7 separate regions of the Mus musculus genome follow, and all the other regions are linked to region 2. Evidence: chromatin contacts called from public HiCAR-type, HiChIP or PLAC-seq and promoter capture Hi-C data. All regions are on one chromosome and are shown on one strand. The core of a region is the stretch at or near the end of the contact, and the rest is flanking DNA. Distances in the headings are between cores, read along the strand shown. Region 1 holds the start of Sgms2 (sphingomyelin synthase 2). Region 2 holds the start of Ostc (oligosaccharyltransferase complex subunit (non-catalytic)). Region 3 overlaps Sec24b (Sec24 related gene family, member B (S. cerevisiae)). Region 4 holds the start of Pla2g12a (phospholipase A2, group XIIA). Region 5 overlaps Mcub (mitochondrial calcium uniporter dominant negative beta subunit). Region 6 overlaps Sec24b (Sec24 related gene family, member B (S. cerevisiae)). Region 7 holds the start of Mcub (mitochondrial calcium uniporter dominant negative beta subunit).

The links. Promoter capture Hi-C pulls out the DNA fragments that hold promoters and counts their contacts. HiCAR-type assays count read pairs that join an accessible place to other places. HiChIP or PLAC-seq counts read pairs in DNA pulled down with a chosen protein or histone mark.
Region 1: a HiCAR-type map of astrocytes shows a contact between it and region 2, with 2.7 times the contacts expected there. The contact joins the promoter of Sgms2 here to the promoter of Ostc in region 2. A contact is called at or near these places in 3 of 115 datasets of contacts at active chromatin or transcription factors (astrocytes, double positive thymocytes and extraembryonic endoderm stem cells).
Region 3: a promoter capture Hi-C map of hippocampal neurons shows a contact between it and region 2, with 3 times the contacts expected there. The contact joins the enhancer-like site here to the promoter of Ostc in region 2. A contact is called at or near these places in 8 of 39 promoter capture datasets (the 3T3-L1 cell line, 3T3-L1-derived adipocytes, the C10 cell line and 4 more), 1 of 484 Hi-C or Micro-C datasets (embryonic fibroblasts) and 6 of 115 datasets of contacts at active chromatin or transcription factors (differentiating embryonic stem cells, embryonic stem cells, memory CD8 T cells and 1 more).
Region 4: a promoter capture Hi-C map of hippocampal neurons shows a contact between it and region 2, with 10 times the contacts expected there. The contact joins the promoter of Pla2g12a here to the promoter of Ostc in region 2. A contact is called at or near these places in 16 of 39 promoter capture datasets (the 3T3-L1 cell line, 3T3-L1-derived adipocytes, the C10 cell line and 10 more), 8 of 484 Hi-C or Micro-C datasets (B cells, the G1E-ER4 cell line, bone marrow-derived macrophages and 3 more), 18 of 115 datasets of contacts at active chromatin or transcription factors (bone marrow-derived macrophages, differentiating embryonic stem cells, double positive thymocytes and 13 more) and 4 of 9 other capture datasets (adipose tissue, embryonic stem cells, liver and 1 more).
Region 5: a contact with region 2 is called in a promoter capture Hi-C map of liver, with 3 times the contacts expected there. The contact joins the enhancer-like site here to the promoter of Ostc in region 2. A contact is called at or near these places in 13 of 39 promoter capture datasets (the 3T3-L1 cell line, 3T3-L1-derived adipocytes, the C10 cell line and 8 more), 1 of 15 datasets of contacts at CTCF or cohesin (large pre-B cells), 5 of 484 Hi-C or Micro-C datasets (the G1E-ER4 cell line, bone marrow-derived macrophages, cortical neurons and 2 more), 10 of 115 datasets of contacts at active chromatin or transcription factors (bone marrow-derived macrophages, craniofacial prominence, embryonic hindbrain and 4 more) and 4 of 9 other capture datasets (adipose tissue, embryonic stem cells, liver and 1 more).
Region 6: a promoter capture Hi-C map of liver shows a contact between it and region 2, with 2.7 times the contacts expected there. The contact joins the enhancer-like site here to the promoter of Ostc in region 2. A contact is called at or near these places in 11 of 39 promoter capture datasets (the 3T3-L1 cell line, 3T3-L1-derived adipocytes, the C10 cell line and 6 more), 5 of 484 Hi-C or Micro-C datasets (the G1E-ER4 cell line, cortical neurons, embryonic fibroblasts and 2 more) and 8 of 115 datasets of contacts at active chromatin or transcription factors (bone marrow-derived macrophages, craniofacial prominence, differentiating embryonic stem cells and 3 more).
Region 7: a contact with region 2 is called in an H3K4me3 HiChIP or PLAC-seq map of bone marrow-derived macrophages, with 9 times the contacts expected there. The contact joins the promoter of Mcub here to the promoter of Ostc in region 2. A contact is called at or near these places in 11 of 39 promoter capture datasets (the 3T3-L1 cell line, the HPC-7 cell line, cranial neural crest and 7 more), 5 of 484 Hi-C or Micro-C datasets (CD4 T cells, Th1 cells, cerebellar granule neurons and 2 more), 12 of 115 datasets of contacts at active chromatin or transcription factors (astrocytes, bone marrow-derived macrophages, embryonic forebrain and 6 more) and 2 of 9 other capture datasets (adipose tissue and embryonic stem cells).

Annotation. Positions count from the first base shown.
Region 1 is chr3:131,488,942-131,491,860 of GRCm38.p6, reverse strand. It overlaps Sgms2 (sphingomyelin synthase 2), which reads left to right and starts at 1,631. Exons shown (of 6, transcript NM_001379585.1): 1 at 1,631-1,771. It overlaps Gm36753 (a long non-coding RNA gene), which reads right to left and starts at 1,345. Exons shown (of 5, transcript XR_003954556.1): 1 at 815-1,345; 2 at 1-296.
Region 2 is chr3:130,708,050-130,710,749 of GRCm38.p6, reverse strand. It overlaps Ostc (oligosaccharyltransferase complex subunit (non-catalytic)), which reads left to right and starts at 1,306. Exons shown (of 4, transcript NM_025509.3): 1 at 1,306-1,513. The coding sequence starts at 1,375.
Region 3 is chr3:130,024,956-130,027,661 of GRCm38.p6, reverse strand. All of the region lies in intron 3 of Sec24b (Sec24 related gene family, member B (S. cerevisiae)), which reads left to right. Among named protein-coding and RNA genes, the nearest start is that of Sec24b, 35 kb to the left of the region's middle. Within about 2 kb of position 1,316, at least 9 of the 459 cell types and tissues checked have an H3K27ac peak or open chromatin away from gene starts, as enhancers often do. A contact at or near this core is called in hippocampal neurons, where this site is marked.
Region 4 is chr3:129,877,072-129,879,963 of GRCm38.p6, reverse strand. It overlaps Pla2g12a (phospholipase A2, group XIIA), which reads right to left and starts at 1,358. Exons shown (of 4, transcript NM_023196.4): 1 at 1,029-1,358. The coding sequence starts at 1,245.
Region 5 is chr3:129,929,233-129,931,932 of GRCm38.p6, reverse strand. The region is part of intron 3 of Mcub (mitochondrial calcium uniporter dominant negative beta subunit); the gene reads left to right. Among named protein-coding and RNA genes, the nearest start is that of Gm40151, 17 kb to the left of the region's middle. Within about 2 kb of position 1,287, at least 26 of the 459 cell types and tissues checked have an H3K27ac peak or open chromatin away from gene starts, as enhancers often do. A contact at or near this core is called in liver, where this site is marked.
Region 6 is chr3:130,003,241-130,006,127 of GRCm38.p6, reverse strand. It overlaps Sec24b (Sec24 related gene family, member B (S. cerevisiae)), which reads left to right. Exons shown (of 24, transcript NM_207209.3): 8 at 1,032-1,134. Among named protein-coding and RNA genes, the nearest start is that of Mcub, 34 kb to the right of the region's middle. Within about 2 kb of position 1,512, at least 15 of the 459 cell types and tissues checked have an H3K27ac peak or open chromatin away from gene starts, as enhancers often do.
Region 7 is chr3:129,968,911-129,971,610 of GRCm38.p6, reverse strand. It overlaps Mcub (mitochondrial calcium uniporter dominant negative beta subunit), which reads left to right and starts at 1,405. Exons shown (of 8, transcript NM_025779.3): 1 at 1,405-1,661. The coding sequence starts at 1,536.

The sequences.
Region 1 (2,919 bases), core at 382-2,881, 780 kb before region 2:
GACCCTCTCTGCACCCACGGATCAAGACACTAAACTTCTGAATTACATCTGTGGTTGTCTGGGGGGGAAAAAATGTTAGTTCAAATTTCTATTTACTTGGTCAGCATGCTAGCAAGCCAATCCATTTCTATTGCCTTCTGGGCAAAATGCCTAGGTTTTGTAAAAGTAAAAAGGAACTCCTCATTGCAAAGGAAAAATAAACCCAAGGAAAACAAATTTATTTGTTGATGCTCTTTTCTGGGTTCCTACCTTTCTGTAACTTGAAAACAAGTGCGCTCCCCACAATGAAGTCTAACCTGTGGTTAATTGCAGGAGAGGTTAACTTAAACTTCTGGATTGTGACATCATCTGTGACCTGCCACCTTGGCACCTCCCCTCCAAAGTTCTATTTTGCTGCCATTGGGTTTAATGATTATTGACACAAATGATACCCACACAAAACACCAGAAATGCTTATTGTTGTTTTTGTGGATTATGTTAACTCCCATAGGACAGTCTGTACAATCCTACACGTTCAAACTTAAAACCAGAAGGGAAGTAGGCAATGCAATAAAAAGCATTTCTATCAATTAAACTCATTGGAGGTTTAGCCAGCTGCCTGGATGCCTAGTGACACCCTCCAAAACGACCGTGGTTGACTGAAAACTGCTACAAGGTGTGGAAACGACTCCAAAGAAATGCTGATCCTTGGCCATTTTTAGACAGAAGCAACCCTTCCTGCAACCTAATTGGTAAGATCAGCCGGGGCCGGGGATGGGGGTTGGGGGGCACACACACATATGGACACTTGTGCCCCAAGGCAACAGAAACGCACAGGTTCATTTAAGTGGAGAGTCACTCTTTCAGAGTCATTCTGGTTCCGGTTTCTCATCCTTGCCAGGACGCAATTCACCTAACGGAGCAAATGACAAGGTGGGTAGCATCATTAGTCTCACTAACCGGGAACAAGCACCCTTCCAGCTCACCTAGAGGTGCCACCAGGCCCGTGGTGACTAACCTCGCCAAGCGGTCTTGTGATGTTTGGAAACCTACCCCCTCGACCTAGGCGGGGCACCACCCCTTGAGTCAGCGGGTGCCCCTGGCCCGCACACGTCGTTATTAGGAAGCAGTTTCCGAAACCCGAGGAGGTGCGGAGGTGGCTTATCCCTTCCCTGCCCCACCCCTGAAAGTTGCTGGGAGCGGCACCTAGAGAACTTTCCCAGATTGATCCCCGCCCGCGTTCAGGGAGGTCTGCCCGGCTCTGCGCTCAGCCTGCGGCCGGGAGCCACCTCGTGCTGCCTGCCAAGCCCCTCCTTCGCCGCATCTTGTAGGGCCGCAGAGGGGAGGGAGGGTCGGTCGGCCAGCTGGGATCGCCTCCCCGAAGAAGTCGCACCGGTTTTTCGAGCTCGGCTAGGCGTCCGGAGAGACTCGGTCGCCGGGAGTCGCGGGAGCCCGCGGGAGCCTCGGGCCCGGGGTGAGTCACGGCTGGGAGCAGGAGAGGGCTGGCGAGAGTGCGAGAATGAATGATGTCAGGGCGCGGGCTGGGGAGGAGGGCGGGCCCGCGGTAAACAGAGCTGCGCGCTGCCCCGGGCTCCGCCGGCCGGAGACCCCGCCCTCGGCGCCGCCGGAGCCGCCCGGAGCCCGGCCCGCTGCGGCGCCCGGACTGCGGCCTGGGGCGGAGCGGCTACCTATGCGGGCGAGACCCGCGCAAAGTTTGCAGCTCTCGGGCCCGGTCCCCCGGGTCCTCTGCGCCCAGCGAGCGCCCCCGGCGTGCGAGCACCGGCTGCGAGCGGTGAGCGCCGGGCCGGGAGGAGGATGGGCTGCGGGCTGCGCGTCCTGCGGAGCGCGCGGGGACGTGGCTCCAGTGGGGGACGTGGCTCTGGTCGCCACCGCCTCCCCACAGGCCGCCCCGCCCCGGGCATCCTTGCTCAGTTTTCATCTGCTGGGGGTCAGCTGGTGGCTGTCTCTCCTCCCAGCCTGCTGCTCATTCATTTGCGACCCATTTTCGGATACTTGGTGATGGTGTTGAAATGGCACAGGTTAAACCGTAGATTGTGCAGTGCCGCTCTGGGGGGTCAGGGTTGAAGTTCGAGTGGTGGAGGAGAGGCTGCCACACGCTGACAAGCTGTGCACAAGACCAGCTCCAGGCTGCCCAACAGGACCTTTGGCGTTCAGACCCGCGCCCCTTAAGGAAGGGAGATTCGATTTGTCAGCACAGAGAGGTGGGAGTGGACCTTACCCCGTCACAATCTGTGGGTCCGGTGATCGTTCTGTCTCAGAAGCAAATAGTTCAAATGCTATATCCTGTAATCTTTTATTAATCCGCCGTTCCTCTATTTCCAAGACTTGCTTATTTCTAAAATGACCTTAAATTATTTTGACATGTGTTTGAAATACTGAAGAGGCTCAACTCTTTTTGTCAGTGTGTTCGCGTGAACTTTGAATCCTTTAACTGTTCAGTTCTTTGGTTTCACCTCGGTTATGTTAACCATCCCGAACAGGTAAAAATGGCATTAGGACTACCTTAGACAATAGCAACGATTAAGTAAGGATTAATGAGGTTAGTAATTAAGGCTGGAAAGTACAAAAGTCTGAACGTAAACCTCTTTCATCAAAGCAAACTTCAATAAATTTTAACTCTTGACCTGTAAATAATAGCAAGTTCCAGTTGGCTTAGGTAAATGCCAGCTTCCTTCTGACAGATCTGGCGGGCCCAGGTTAGCACGTGAAATATTGTTGTCTACTCCCTTAGAGTGGGAAGGGAGGTTTCCAGGAAGTTAAACGTTGCAGGTGGATACCTAAGAAGGTTTTGTCCCCACCCTCTGTCCTGGGAGCTACTAAATGTTTAAGAGACATCAAAGCAGCTGGACACACAGAGAATGAGAGGCCTGGACTCTGCAGAAGGTATTTGTAGCGAACTCTTTACCATTTCTTCCTCTC
Region 2 (2,700 bases), core at 57-2,556:
ATTTTTTTAATGGTTTTTTGAGACAGGGTTTCTCTGTATAGCCTCAGCTGTCCTGGAACTCACTCTGTAGACCAGGCTGTCCTCAAACTCAGAAATCTGTCTGCCTCTGCCTCCCAAGTGCTGGGATTAAAGGTGTGTGCCACCACTGCCCGGCGGTACTCCAGCTTTGTGAGTTAATGAAATACAAGCATGGTATGACACAGCTTGACATGATATCCATATTGTATGTTTTTGAAAAAAAATATATTCATCGCCAGTTCACACTTCATATTTCTGTTGCTTATAGTAAAACTAACAGTAGATGATTTTAGTTCCTTAACTCCTGCTGTGGCTCAAATTTTAAAATCTGAATGGTCCAAGCCACTAACATTTCTACCCCCATTGGCTTGTTATGTTGCTTAAGCTTTTTATCATAGGATACGGGAACGATAAGAGGCACTGCAGCGGAGCTTCTGTATTCCAAAAACATTTCCCCCCTCCTTGCTGTTTTATAATAGCCCGTTATTTCCTTGATTGATCAGGATTACTGTCTCTAGCTAGTAAAGTCCTTTCTTATTTACATTTGATACCTTGGCAGGAAGACACCTGAAGTAGCCAGGTGGCAGGATTTTCCGTTCCAATTTTAGTATTTATGGTGCTGAAGCCGGCGCCCTACTAAGCAGGTAATTAAGGTGAGAAACCAGAATGACTTCAAGATTTTTGGCCTGGGTGATTTTTACTAACTCAGGCGTGACTGAAAATGGTTTAAAGTAATATTTGTTCTGTCACAGTTTGTGGTTGACATGGACTGTGTGGGTTTTATTCATTTATTATTATTATTTTTTATAAAGCCCATACTACTTTGGCAATTACTGCCAATTAGCGTCGCTATACAGCATGAAGAAAAAGCTCAGCGAATTAGAGCTTTTTAAAGCCCCGAGGGGAGACCTCCAATACTAAAAGGGAGCACACATCTAAACTTTCATTCATCCTCCAGCTCTATGAACTTAAGAGTTTCCAGCAGCCAATCAGCTCTCAAGTAGGTGGCGTCAGCAAGTGGGCGGGGCAGTGGGGATGCTAATCTCTCCGCTTCTGTGGCTTGGCCACGTAGGACGCCTTGCAGGTCCTGGAAGGTATATAATAAACAATGATCTCTCAGTAAGAAAAAAGCTTCTAACCCACACTCAAGCCTAAAAACGACCATTATTATTTATTTTTAAATATGTATATTATTTATCAGGTTAGTGCAATTTCTTTCTTTCTACAGTGAATATCTTGTCTCCTTCTGACTTCTACAGACCTGTGGTCCTCGGCTTACGCATGCGCAGTAGGCGGGCGTGTTTCCGGGCGGTGCGGGAGGCTGGAGGCCAGAGGGCTGGCCCTACCGCCGGGGACATGGAGACTCTGTACCGAGTCCCATTCTTAGTGCTCGAATGCCCCAACCTGAAGCTGAAGAAACCGCCCTGGGTGCACATGCCGTCGGCTATGACGGTGTACGCCCTGGTAGTGGTATCTTACTTCCTCATTACCGGAGGTAACTCGGCCGTGATGGGTCGGGTGGGCGCGCAGGCTGCTCGCTCCGGAGGCGCGTGGCCCCCGAGCCGGGCCCCGTAGGCTCACGCCTTTCACTGGAAAGAGATGGTCTCCTCTCTGCCCGCTTTTTCCTTCGAGCGCTGAGTTGGATATAATTGTCAAGTCCAGCTAGTTGTTATTTCTTGCTGTGCATTGTTTGACCAGGGTCTTGGGAACATCATTTTTGAATCACTGTGTTTCCTTGGTTGGTCGAGAGAGTGTGGGACTTTTATTAAACTAATCGTGAGGACCCTGAAATCGTGGAAGAGATCTGATAACCTTTGAGTTTGTTAGTTCAGACCCCAGGGGCTTGGATTGCTTTATGTCAAATCACAGGAATGAGAAGGGAACTTACCGAAGCCACGGTTTTTTTGAGAAATACGTGAGATTGGAATTGAGGCTTGCAAAAAGATGGTGTATCTCAGAGGGCAGAAAATGGGACTCAGAAAATAGAAGGGAAGCAGTGCTTTTTAGATATCTGTCACCAAATCCCTTAAGTGGAAAATGCAGAGGGGTGTGGCTTTGCCTATTGGTGAGTTGGCAGTCCGTCTGCAGGCTCTAGAGCACCCTTTGGAGCGACAGTTCCAGGATGTATCCAGGACTGGGCTTCAGGAATTTAGGAAGTAGTGTACTACTTAATTCAGAAAATTAAAAAGATTTTTGGTTAGCAAAAGTGGTTCAACTTTTTTTAGGGTGTGTGTAGACATATTGCTATTGCTTAACTGCTTTCTGAGGCTACTTGGCATATTTGAAGAGGTAGAAGACAGTATTTAACTGTAGAGTTGGCATTCTACGGAGTGCACATTAACGGAAATGCTAAAGGCCACTTTAAACATTGTTGTTGTTGTTTAAGAAAAAAAAAAAAAAAGACATTACCTGGTGTGTGTGGCGTTAACATTCACTTTTGCTCAGCACAGTGAATCGTGAATATGACACCTAATGCCTTGGGCTTTAAGAACTTAGTGTTCATTCTTGCCAGCTTGTTTCTTGACTTTTGCTTCCTTTGGAGACAGTTTTTGTGAGAAGCCTCAGCTTTCTATTGGGCCACAGTTTTGGTGGTTTTAGAATGGGGTTTGGGGGGAATTTCGCTGCCCCAACCACTGGGTCAAAATGGAAGGGCGCATTTTGTACATTTACCGTTTGGCTTCT
Region 3 (2,706 bases), core at 67-2,566, 680 kb after region 2:
GGAGCATACTGTACACCCTCAAAAACTAGAAATTCACAGGGATTTTTTTTCAAAACTCTAATGATTTTGGGAACAGCTGGGAGATATAGATTGGCTCAGCACTTAAGCTTATTACCCAAGAACTTAGACGGAGACACTGATCACTCTTTTCCATGCCAGTTACTTTTGAGGATAGGATGACCCTAGCTGTATGGAAGTGGCTGTGTCCAAGTACATATATAGGACCCAGCCACGCCTTTTCACTAGCAATCCTAAAACCATCCATGATCCCTACTGGGGCACTCTGGCCACTGCAGAGCATTCTGAAATAGTTGCATTTAGGGCATTCCTTATCTAGGGTTTTGAACCTTTGCTATGATTTGGTGGCAAATTTTATTTCAAAGGGACTCAAACATACTATAGGAATGCTAGGTAAAGCTCTAGAAGTAAGGTATGTCTCACTCAGGAGGTCGGCAGCACTGGCTCGGGCAGCAATTCAATGTCTAGCAGCATTCATTGGCTGATTATTCTGGCCAGCTTGATTCTCGGCTTCCACCATCCAAGGTAGTATACTGTACCTGACTCATGGGGTTGCTTTTCCTGAAGGCACACAGTCTTAGCCCCTTGTTTTAGCTAACCTGTTTACACACGCTCCTGACGATGTTACAGCCCCTACCACTCCACCACTCTTCCTTGGGTTCTGAAGTACCATGCACAGTATACTCAGTGAGTTAACTCTGCAGTTTGCATAGTTTTAGATTATTTTGCCTTTCCCTCTGTCAATATTTGCAGCCTATACTCTTACATAGTAGGAGTATGGCAAGCCTTAGAGATGGCCTACATTGGTCAGGCACCAGATCAGAAGGTATACCATCTTTTCCATCAGCTCCTGGAACTCTTGCTTCCACGTCAGAGTCCTTGCTATGTTGGCCATATGTGGCCACATATAGCTTTCCCCAGACCACTGGCTGGTTGGTAATGCATGGCCGACATCTTGGTCTCAGGGTCCTTGCTCCAATTCCCTCTTGCTGTGCAGCCTGCCTTGATTAAAAAAAAAAAAATCCATAATAGTCATGCTTTGTGTCATCACCCCTCCCCCCCTTTTTTACAAAAGACACTTGCCATTTTCTGAGAGCAGGCGAGGCTAACGCGATATGCCCACAGTGGTCCTTTCCAGCCTGTCGCGTGACGGCCCTGACCCTGTTATGTTATGTCCTAGTGCTGTCTGGCAGATGGCTGCTGTTCTTTCTTCATGTCGTCTCCTTTGGCAGTGTACAGTTGGTGCGTGTGTCTGTTGATAGCTGTTCTCATATTGTTTGTGCCCTGCTCGCACAGGGAGGCTGCCAGCCAGCATGCTGTTGCTCGTTGCCTTCTTGGATTTGCTGGGATGGGCCATCCACAGCACATAGGTAGACAGTGTTCCTGCTTATAGCTTTTCTGCATTAAAAAACTAATGTGTTCAACACAAAATAGCTCACAACATGGGCATTCCTCAGGGACAGGGGAACATAGAAAGACCCCACAGGTGGATCAAGCAACAGTTAGAAAAGCAAAAAGGGTAAAATCTCTGCTCCTACTGAGTCTCTAAACAGGGCTTCATTTACACTAAGTTTTAATTGTGCAAAGATGACATTAACAGAATGGTACTGGTTGCCAGAGAACAGGGAAATAAAACCTGAGGTGACAGGAAAGTGGTTTGGCCTGTCCCCTTGCTAATGTGGGGAAGAGGGTATTCTTGTGTCTTCCCTGAAGGTGAGGAACAGCCACTTTGGGTACCTTCAAGGCACCTAAAGAGCTTTGGATGCAGTGAAGTTCCTGGTTGCAGGTGTGAAGAGGCTGAGACTGGAGCCCACAGAGAAACCGAAAGTGTGGCCCTTGAAGCCAATCGAGCGGTCTCCAAGGAGGAGGCCTCCTGCACAAACTTCAAGGAGGGCGACACCACCAACGTGGGGTCAAATAAAAAGGCTGATGCAAATGTCGGAGGAGGGAGCACGAGGCCTGGGGTTGGGAAATAACCCTGCAGCTATATTTCTGATGTGTCTGGTAATCATATCCATTCAGGTAAGTCCAGTCAGGGGAAAAGCCTACTGGACATACATCCCCAGGCCATCGCTTTTTCACTCAGTGGCTTGGTCACATCTTTCCACACCTGTTTATACTAAAGGCATCCTTTGTTTGAGAGAGTACTTCTTTAACTACCCGGAGTTCTAGTGGGCTCTCTTCAGCTATTGGTGGTGAGCTACAGCTCTTAAATTTAGACAGAATTTAATGTCACACAGATGAATACTGGCATGTGTGAGAGCAGCCCCTTAGATCTATAGCAAGAGCAGATATGATTGGGGAACGAGCCGAGGCCCACCCCGGCTGTTTGGATACATGATAGTGTGTATTTGAGCCAGTTATGTCAGCACCTGAGGAATGGAGGAGGCTTATGTAAGATTGGCTCTACTATTACTGTCAGAAAACAGTCCTTGACAAGCTTCAGTCTTCCGTCTGTTGAACCTGTTAAACATTCCTTTCACTTTGTTGGGCACAGCAGCTGTTATGTTCTTCCCTCTTCTCCTTCTTACAGTCTGGTGTTGAGCATTTCAGCGAACCACCTCTGGACTAAGCACGGAGAGTCTTCGTGAACATCTAAGAAATAAGAAAGGGGGAGATGTGGGGAGCAAAGGAAGGCCTAAGTGAATTGTGTGTTGTCTGACATGAGCACGGCCATGTCAAGGACCC
Region 4 (2,892 bases), core at 109-2,608, 830 kb after region 2:
GTGATACCCAAGAAAGCTACAAGGCGGACAAGATGGCTTGTGTCTGTCATCCAAAACCTGGGTGGCCAAGGAACAGGAGTTTAAGGTCAGTCTCAGCTACATACCAACTTCAATGCCAGCATGGGCTACCTGAGACCCTGTCTCAAAAATCAAATCAAGACAAAACTGCAAGTCTTAGATTGTTTTCCAGAAGTTAGGGAACTTTTTCAATGCAGTATACCTCCCTCAAAAACCAAGTACATCAGAAATCTATACAAAAGCCACAATTTATTTTACCTAGCTTTGCAGGTAAACAAACAAAATGGCACTTAACACCAACTGATGGCTTTTAAATTGTCGTTTGGCTTTCTATGTTTAGCTGAACCAATTACATGATGTGTGTGCGCGCGCCTGTGCATGACCGCACGTGCTAAACTCAGTCTGTCCCACTTCCCTCCCACCTTTCCCGCCCCCCACCCCCACCCCGCCCCGTACATCAGAAAGTTCTTAGGCAACTTTGTGCAATGGCGGGGAGAGAGGGCGAGAAGCTCAGATGCAAAGGAGAGCAGAGTGCAGAGCGCGCACTCAGGTGACCTCTCACATTTGTTCCCAGCTTGCTCAATCCCAAGGACAGCACGCTCCAAGCGCTGCTCATTCTTTCCACACCCGAGGACGCAGTCAATGCCTGTCTGGCGTCTGTTCCCCTAATCCCCCTGTCCCGCACTCGTCCTTCCATCCCGCTTCCCTGTCCCCGCCCCCCTGCTCCGCAAGTGTCCCCCGCCCCACAACCTGCCCCACACGTACCCCTCCATCTTCTAGCCCCCCACTTGTGCCCCATCCACCTGCTCCACACTTGTTCATCTACCTGTTCCACACTCCACACACACACATCCCCCTGCCTGGCACCAGTCCCTTTATTTTCTCGCTTCATACCCGTCCCCATCCACTTGCCTGGCTCGGATTCTCGCATTTCCCCCCAACCCCCCAGCCTCCGGGGACTGTCCCGCCTCCAACCCCCTGCCACCCCGCGCCCCCTTGTCGCGGCTCACCGTCGCTGCACTTGTACTGGCAGAGCCCGTCCTCCCCGCCCAGCAGGTCCAGCGCGGCGTTGAGGTACGTGTCTATCTTGTGGATGCCGTTGCGGATGGTCTTGAGGGTGGCCCTCCAGTCGGTGGTCTGGTCCTGTTCCTGCCCACGCGCAGTGGCCAGCAGCAGGAGGAGGAGGAGCGCGGGGCTCCGGGCGGGCGCGGGCCGCGGAGTCACCATCTGCGGGGCCGGCGCGGCGGGGCTGGGCAGCGGCGCGCGCTCCGGCTCCGGCTCAGGCCCCCGGCCTCCTCCGCGCTCGCGAGCTCGCGCCCCGTCACTGAGCTGCGCCGAACGGTGGGCCCGCCCGGGCACGCGCGCCGCTGCCCACAGTGCGCATGCGCCCGAGCGTGGGAGCCTCATTGCCCACGTGGTCTCCGGAACGCTCCCGTAGCTTACGGTCCTGCCTCTATGGAGTCTTAAAAACGCCTTGCCAATGCCCTAGACATAGTCATTGCTTTGGTTCAACACCACAGTGAATTGGTTTTGTTTTGTTTTGTTTGTTTTTTGTATTGTTTTTCAAGACTGGGTCTCTGTGTAGCCCTGGCTGTCCTGGAACTCACCTAGACCAGGTTGGCCTCGAACTCAAGAGATCCGCCTGCTGGGATTAAAGGCGTGCGCCACCGCCTCCCAGCTCCTAGTGAGGTTTGTTTGCTTGCTTGTTTTACAAAGCTCTCCTGTTTACCGAGACACCATAATTTAGAACGACTCCAGTAGCACAGCCTCCCTTGGGCTCCGCAGTCCCAGCCTTTACTGGACAAGGCCTGGGGTCCAGCGTAGAAAACTGTTTGAACACGGGCTGGCCTTGCACCCTACCAAGCCTGGATTTGCCTCCTGGGTTCTTGTGGGAACCCTATGATCAGCCGCAGTCCTAGCAGCGCAGCATGGTCTGGAGGATTGTTGAAGATGGAACTCTGCTCAATCTGCCAGAGCACTTCCTCCATTGCTTCTAATTCTAAGGAAGGAGAAGTTGGCAGTTATCCCTCCTTAAAATTCTAAATACTGTAGAGAAAAAGCTAATCACCGACTAGGCAGAGGAAAGGGAGGCAGGAGTGTGTCTTCCGAAGCGGGACAAATGCGGTAAGGTTACCTGGGACCAGCCCTCAGTTAATTTTTCTGAGACAGAGTCTTGGCCTGTAGCCCAGGCTGCCCTCCAACTTGCCTTGAACACACTATCCTCTCAAGTGCTAGGATCTTGGCGCCAAGCCTCTCTCTTTTCTATTTCTTTACACATTTACATCTTGCTGAATGTATGTCTTTTACCTTAACAATAACCTGTGCTCTGAGGACACGGGTTGCCGCGTGTCTCTCTCTGGGGATTACGTTCTCAAATGCCAGATTCTTTGGCACCTTTTCTCGTCTATTGCACACGGATGCAATAACACGACTGGTTAAACCGGATTCAGTTCCTCACTTCTCTTTATGATCTGCCATCCATGGCCACAGCAGTCACCTCATAATTAAAATAAAATCTCACCATTGCCACAGACTCAGATCCCCCTCCCTGGTACCCTGTCGTCATCAGTTTTGTCCCCAGACACTGTATTTTCTTTCCTTGACCCATCTAGAACCAGGGGCATTCTCCTTCCCCAAGGTGGCTTCTGTCTTCTTCAGTCTCCCTTGGAACAGTCTGGGATCTCCTGTCTTCCATATCTCATGTCAGCCCTCCACCCTCCCCTGCCTCTTCCTCCCTGCCTCCCATTTCAACTTTAATTCTTCAGTGGTTTCAAGTCTTGGGCACGAGGCCACACCCAGCTTGTCCTTTTCTCTGATGCACTATGGGTACCAGGACACGGAGCTGCTCTCCATCCTGTGTGTGGCTGGCCCCTC
Region 5 (2,700 bases), core at 38-2,537, 780 kb after region 2:
GGTGGGGACCTGGAGGAGATGAGGGGACCTGGAGGAAATGGGGGGACCTGGAGGAAATGGGGGGACCTGGAGGAGATGGGGGGACCTGGAGGAAATGGGGGACCTAGAGGAGATGGTGGGGACCTGGAGGAGATGAGGGGACCTGGAGGAAATGGGGGGGACCTGGAGGAGATGGGGGAACCTGGAGGAGATGGGGGGACCTGGAGGAGATGGGGGAAACCTGGAGGAGATGGGGGAAACCTGGAGGAAATGTGGGGACCTGGAGGAAATGAGGGGACCTGGAGGAGATGTGGGGACCTGGAAGAGATGAGGGAACCTGGAGGAGATGAGGGGACCTGGAGGAAATGGGGAGACCTGGAGGAGATGAGAGGACCTGGAGGAGATGGGGGGACCTGGAGGAGATGGGGGGACCTGGAGGAGATGAGAGGACCTGGAGGAGATGGGGGGACCTGGAGGAGATGGGGGGATCTGGAGGAGATGGGGGGACCTGGAGGAGATGAGAGGGGCTTGCAGTTCTGAGGAACTCCAGGTGAGAGGCCTTGCATTGGGCATAGTCAAGCAGCAAAGGCTGGAGGAGGAACAATTCTCAGATGAGGTTGAGCAGGTTGAAAGGGGCTCTTGGTTGTTCTAAGGGCCTGGAGGTGAGCTTTCTTCCTACCTGTGGCCACAATGGGTTTCTCAGTAACTCAGACACAGGAGCAATGGTAACCCTGGGCTTTCCTGCCTGTCCTGGGAATTGGCAACAGACAGATGCATACCCAGACCTCAGATGGGGTCAAAACGAGCAGGGCCTTCACATAAATATCCCATACATTAGTGAAGAAAAGTGGGTAAGATTGATGGATTAAAAATGGCTGACATTTCCTCAAAATACTTCAATAACGTTGAAAACACAGCACACGGAAGACAGAAACTTTTCTCTAAGGAAATGGGACTCTAAATTGAGTTGAAAAATACTTTATTGAAGTCATCTAAATGTATTTTTTTTAATGATACTTGGGAAATCAGATTAAAAACATCATTGTGTTGCTGGGTTTTTGTTTGTTTTATGGTTTGTTTGTTGTTCTTAAGCAAATAGGACAGGGGTGGAATTTGCCTGTGTTTAGTTTGCACTTGAAAAGTGTGTTCTGAAACTGCCGTACATCTGCCCCTTTTTTTTTCTTTTTCGTTTTTCCCTTTTTTTTTTTTTTTTTTTTTTGCCAATTCCTGGGAACATGGTCTTACCCAATTGTACAGGAGGAGCCCAGACAGCTAGATTCTAGCCACAGACCCAGCTGCAGACTTGACTAACTGCCTCCTGGGACGGTAGAGCTAGGAGGCAGCCAGCCAGCTTCTCTGTTGTGAGAACAGCCTTACTGGGGCACACTGGTTACTGTAGCTGAGATGGCTTCAGCTGAATATATGAGCAGACACCTGGGCAGGAAGAAACACACTTCCAGAACTTTCCTAGAGTAGATTTCACAGAATTATGTGTGGGCTGTTCTGGAGAAGAGAGCACTCCCTGCTCAGCACTGGTTTCCCACGTACCGCACAGTGAGTTTGCTTTCTTAACACCTGGCCTACGTCAAAGCCTTGTGGGTTTTGGTTTTAAAATAGACTGTGTAAGACTTGGTGCAAAGCACCTTGAGGTTAAAACTTTCCAGGAAACTTCCTTCTCCCATGATGATCCCCACGTGCCTGAAACATTCCTAAACTGAAATTCAGGGGGCCAGAAGATATGTATATGTGTGTATATATATGTATATGTGATATATATCATGTATAAAACATATATATTTATATTCATTATATATTTATAATATATTAATATATGTGTATGTGATATATCACATATAAAACATATATTACTATATGTATATGTGTATACATGTATATATATGTATATATGTGTATATATATGTATACATATATATATGTGTGTGTATATACATATACATATACATATACATATACATATACATATACATATACATATACATATACATATACATATACATATACATATACATATACATATACATATACATATACATATACATATACATATACATATACATACATATACATATACATATACATATACATATACATATATATATATCAGACAATATAATTGTAAGCTTGAACAAGCACCAAGTCTTGGGACAAGTTTCTACAAATACCAGCTGCAAAGCTAGACAGCAACTAGGAAATATTGCTAGACTGAGAGCTAATAGCACTGTCATGACGAGAACTTGGAAAGTGTAACTTTACTTTGAACCTTCATTGGCTCTAGAGGAAGAGGTGCCATGGAATGATGCCGGTAGTGAGCCAAATGGAGTTAAGTCAAGGGCTAGTGAGCCTTCAGGAATATGAACATCTGATGCTAGCGTCATTACTGGTGGGTTAAGGGTGAGGAGGCCTGAGAGATACAGAGACCAGGCAGAGACCTCTACCATGTGTTTCTAGAACCTTCATCTTCAGGGTAAGAATTCAGAGATGAGACAAGGTTGGGGATTAGGAAGTTTCGTTTTAGGAAGTACACACTCAGGAGGGACGTCCCAAGAGAGTTACACCTTGTGGTCTTTAGACAACATCTGGGGGATGGGGTACAAAGGATTAACCCTTGGGGTGATTTAACAAGGAATACTTTGTCATGTCTGGATGCAAGGGAGAAGTTCCGTCATGATGTCGCAGTTGACGCTATTTTTCTTTTAATGA
Region 6 (2,887 bases), core at 263-2,762, 700 kb after region 2:
AGCAGCTCTCTTTAAAATGAAAACAAGTCATTAGTACTGGGTTTAGGTCAGGGCAGACCCAGATATTCCCCTGTGGCTCTGGGTGCGTGTGACTTATGACACTTCAGGTGTCAGTGGTGCCATCAGGTAAGGGATTCAGGCTGAAGACCCTTTCTCTAAAGCTCGCAGCTTGTGGGTTGTTCTCCTGGGCTGCTTTGGTTGGCATTATCTGGGAAGCCTGAAACACTACATCATCTGAAACCTGAGCATCCTGTATTCGCTCAACACATTTTGGGTGGAGCCTTCTTGGCTTCATATTTTCAGATTATGAGAACACTGGAGCCTGTGGTAATAGCACATCCACACAGGGTCCATCCTTGAGTCAGTAAACAGTTCCTGGATGCCTTGAGTTGTGAGTAAGGCAGCCCACAAAACAGCTCTCCAGAGCTCTGTGGAACCCAAGAACTTCCTGCATGCTGCTAAGGAGGATGGATGGATGTCAGGAGACTGGGGAGAGACCACCCACAGTGCCCCTGGGAAAATGGTCCAAGCTTCTGCCCTGCAGGGCGTAGTGAGGCAGCAAGCAAGCTGTTCAGGGATCAAGCCTGCAGCTGCAGCTCCCTGTCCTTGCTGCTGAGCCCAGTAGGACTGTGCCTCAGAGCCCAGGTAGAGGCCACCGCTCAGATAGTGGGGCTTAGGGCCAGGGCTCCTGAAGAAGTGGCAGCTGGGTGAGAGTCTTGTGGTGAGAGTGAGGTCAGAGGGGAAGATGAGGTAAGCTGGAGACGGCGTGGGGAACAGGGCTCCTTCAGTGGTGTCTCTAGCTCCTGCTTATGCCGTCCAGTGAGCTCACTGTTACATTTAGAGTGTATGTTGCACTTTTCAACAGTGAAATGTGGGGTCCTTGGTCTTTTGATAGCTGTCTTGTACATGCCTGGTTGAGTAATTTCCTTTCTGCGAATAGCTGTGGTAACCTGCCTAAGTAGTTGACACTCAGCTCTTTGAGGGTACGGTTATCATGGCTACTAACATACTGCATGTTTGTGTCTTTTCAGCTCGTTTCGATGTACCTTGACCAGTATCCCCCAGACACAGGCTTTACTGAATAAAGCTAAGCTTCCTTTAGGATTGCTGTTGCATCCCTTCAGAGACCTGACGGTAAAGAACATTTTACGTATTTAGGTTCGGATACATGTGTAAGGTATCCAGATTACTCTGTTTCCTAAGGGTGCTTGTCTTTGATTAGAGTTGCAATAATCATTTCTGGGTTGGTGATTGGTCCCCAGGGCCCACGTGGTGGAAGCAAAGAGCCAACTCCCAGAAGTTGCCCTCTGACCTCCATGTTCAGGCTATGGCTAGCACACCCCCACACATTCCCACATCCCGTGGAACATGCAGAACAGAAATAAATAAATGTAATACCTTTCTTTTAACAGTTACTGTTTCTGTAAGATTTGAGTCAACACTTGTCCGCTGAGTAGCTGCTTTGTGCCGGGTGCCATTGAGCGCTGGCCACAGCCTGGGTCTCCTCCCGAGTGGGACAGATGTGAACTACAGCTGTGTGCTGCCTCACTGACATGGAGCACTAAGCACAGTGTGGGGAGCAGTCCGTGTGAGCCCCTGTGGGTGTAGTTAGTAGAGGCGTCTGTAAGAAAGTCTGGGCCTCACGTTGAACTGAGTTTGCCACTAGGGCCGATGCTCAAACTTCAAGAGTCTTTTGTTAATCTGCTATGTCCAGGTAGAGTGGGAAATTCCCTGATTGAAATTAAATAACCTTGTGACCGAGGGGGAAGTCTACAAATGCCAAGTCTGCTGAATGGCAGCAGTTGCTTACGTCTCCAGTGTGTTTTCAGTTAAGAGCCACTTTGCTAGACTCTAGCACATCTTTTTTGGCATTTCATGTAGATAATGTTAGCAGTAGCTGACAAAATAGCCTGTTTAGCCAAAAAAATTAAAAATAAAAAATTTAAATTTAGAAAAGAATTTAGCGGGAGGCATTTGTACTTAAGCTGCATTTTTCTGTCACATTTTTTTTTTCCGGGTCCACCTGTTAGGCTGGGTGGAAAGTATCAGTGAATAGAAAATAATGATAACACATGGCCAGTTCTGGGAATTTAGTCATTTAACGAATACTATGCAATTTAAACACTATTATAACCTTCATCATTAAACTAAGACAGTTAACTCTTCCATGCATAGCTGAGAGTTTTTCTCCTTTTTGTGTTTTTGTTTTTGTTTTTTGGGGGTGAGGGGGGCAGGGTCTCACTATGTAGCCCAGACTGATTATAAACTCACATAAACCCACCTGATTCTGCCCCGACTGCTGGGGTTATAGGCAGATGTGACTGTGCCTGCTGCTAAGGGTCTTTCTTTAAGTACAGACCCCACATACGACACTTCTAGAATGTGCACCTGAGAGTCAATAGTGACATCTTATGGGGTCTAGAATTATGTGCACTTTAATTTTTTTCATTTTTAGTTAATTTTATTTTCCACTTGTTCCTCACAAGTGACATATGGCTGTTTCTATGATAAGATAATAGTGCAGGACATTAAATACAGAAATTTGGTGTTGATTTTTAAATCCCAAATGAAGCATGTAAAATGGTAACGGATGGGTTAAGGGGCATAGAACAGTATATGGCGTTTTAATGTGTTTTATAGTTTCTAAATTGACCAACTATAAAGTTCTTTTCCAAACTGAGTGTAGGGTGTGTTTTCTGTTCTCGGCTGCTGTGGGATGACAGTCAGCTGGACAGCAGCCTCCTCTGCCTGGTCCCAGGGGCAGACATGCTGCAGAGGGCACAGCTTCCTTTCAACCTGAGTGCCATCCTTTGCTGTTTCTCGAGTCAGGCCGAGAAGTCCTGACGCTGTTTTCTCAGCTCACCAGGCCGTTTGGTCAGCTCCTGAC
Region 7 (2,700 bases), core at 156-2,655, 740 kb after region 2:
GTAGGTGACTTTCTTTTTCTTTTTTTAAATTTTGGGACAGATTCTCACTATGTAGCCTCGACTGGCTTGGAACCTATTATAGAGTCCCGGCTGGCCTTGAACTTACAAACTAAGGTCCTCTTGTTTCTGCCTCCTGATTACTGGAATTAAAGTGCATCATTACCACTGACCTGGAGAAGCCTTCTATTGGATCTAAGGTTGTAACACCAGAGCAGGGAAACGCAATGGTGCCTCCGCAGCTAGCTTACCAACCAGCCAAACACTGGGATTACATGGCTAGAGGGGCGGGCGGGGGTGGGGGTGGGGCGGGGGATAGTGTACCAATCACAGCAAAACTCTCACACAGATGGTTTGTGTTCACACCAAAGACAACAACTGTAACTTTTGAGCTGCCAGGTAAAATGCTTCTCTTCTGGGCTGGTTAGAAATAGTGACAGGGCATGTGATAGCAAAACCGCCCTGTGTAAACTGAAACACTCCAGGCTGGGGCTGTAACCTTGGGAGCTTTGATCACCATCCTGTAGTTTCCTCAAGGCATCTGTGCTGCGCTCAGAATGGCAGAGTGTTTGACTGACAGTCCTTTGGCTCGAGGCAGCCAGGAATCAGGGGAAGCCTAACAGCTGCCAATTAGGAAGCCAAATTGCCTCCCCACCCCCACATGTTTGCCATTTACAGGAAAGCGAGCGTCGAGCATTGAGCATTGAGAGTGCTTACAATGCGAGCCTACAGAACTGATCGTTAACGCTAATAGCGGTTTTAACAGTGATTTCGCAATGCTTAACTCCTGCCCCTCGGGGAGCAGGGTCCTTTCATGTGCCCCCCAAAGAGAAGCAAGCTTTGCTGTGGAAGAAAATTTCCCAGTGTCTGGACTTGGGCCAGCCTGTAATGAACTACAAATCTCTGGAGCATCTAGAGTCCTGGGCTGACTTTGCCAGTGATCTGAGGCCCAGGAGAGGCTCATCCCAAGCCTTGGAGCCCACCTGGAGGTGGAGCTTTGGCAAACTCATTTTTCTTCCTCTTTCCAGCCGGGCAAAGGAGCGCAATTTCCAGGGACCTTTCAGCTCCCAGCTCCCAGTCCTTTCCTCAGAGCCCTGGAGTTTTGGTTCATGTTGTGGCAGGGTTTGGGGTAGCTCAGAGTGTACTCCAACTTTTTAGTGGATGGTGGCCTTGAACTCCCAATCATCGGCCTGCGTTCCCAAATCTGAGGTCCCAAGCAAGCCTCACTACTTCCGGTCCTGGCTTCTGTTGGGTTTTGACATCAACAGCTGCATGGTGTGAGTCCAGCTCCTCTTTCCTTTCTCAAGACGTATGTGAGGGAGCCAGGAAGAAGTTCGCCACTCGTTTGCGCTTTTTTAAAGAGAGAGAAAAAAAAATGTTTCTTTTTTTGTCGGAGGAAAAATACCCAGCCTGGAGCCCGGGTGTGCACCAAGCGAAGTCAAAGCGGGGACACACCCTCCTGTCGCCGCCCCAGTCGGCGGGGCGGGCAGAGCCCACAGCGGGCTGGGCTATAGCAGCCGGATGAGGATGCGTCGTTAATGCCAGGAGCTCTGTCCGGCAGGAGGATGCTCCCGAGCGGGCTATGTCTGGGTCGGTGGCAGCTGCTGCGGACGATCCGAGCCCGCGGCCGCGGGGATCCCAGGGAGCTGCCATCCACACCCCAGGTAAGGCGCGGCGCAGGCTCGGGAGCCTCGGGTGGAAAGTTTGCGTTGGGCAAGTTCGGCAGGAGTGAAAGCAGTTCCCTGCGTGCTGCTCCGCACCCCGACAGGTGGTGGCCGCGGGCGACTTGTCCCGGGGCTGTGGGGGAGACAGGCCAGGAGCGGCCAGCGCGGGGCGCATCTCCCGGGAGCGCAGCCCGCTGACCCCACCGCTGTGTCCTGCGGTCTGTAGTCGCCGGGGTGGAGGGGAGGCCGCGAGAGCTTGGTGGGCTGTGTCATCGGAGGGTGGCTGTCATCGGGGTGGGCTGTAACCTGGGATGCTGTCTTCCAGGGTGGACTGGCCCAGGACCCTGTCTTGCCCCTCCTCCAAACCCGGAGCCCCTCCCTTTCGTTACATGTAAACCCGAGTCAGTGGTGAATCAGAAGTGTGTGCTGTAACAGTTAGGCGGGCACAGTTTGTGTCATGGCCTGTGTGGAACCTCGAGGAGGAGGGAAGAGGTGTGGATGGGCACAGAAAAGGAAGAAGAGCGGGAACGTGCTGAGTTTACTAGCTTCATGATACAAAGGGGGCCAGGGGAAAGGGACCCGAGGCTGCTTGGGGCTGGGACTGGAGCTGAGTCTGCCCACACCTCAATTACTGGGTTAGCTTTCAGACTGCTAAAGGGAGAGCGATATATGAACATATTTACTATCTCTCACTGCAGTGAGAACGGAGCTGTGTCAGCTCCATCGCTTTCAGTTCCTGTATCTTTCCGGCTCGACTGCCCCAGTGCCCCAATCCTTGGATTCTGCCCCCCAAGTATAGTCTTAATGCCCCAGAATTTACACCGATAAAAGAAATATTTCAATGCTTAAAGGAACACTTTTGTTAAATGTTTGAAAGCAAGCAGAAACGTCCATTTTGACACTTCTACCTAAGGCAAACTCCTTAAAACTTATTGTGGGCAAACTCAGTGAAGTGGTTTCAGAAAAGTTCTCTAAAAATAGTACTTTAAGGTTTACCTCTCAGAGACAAAGGCATTCCGAACACTCTTAACTACTCACT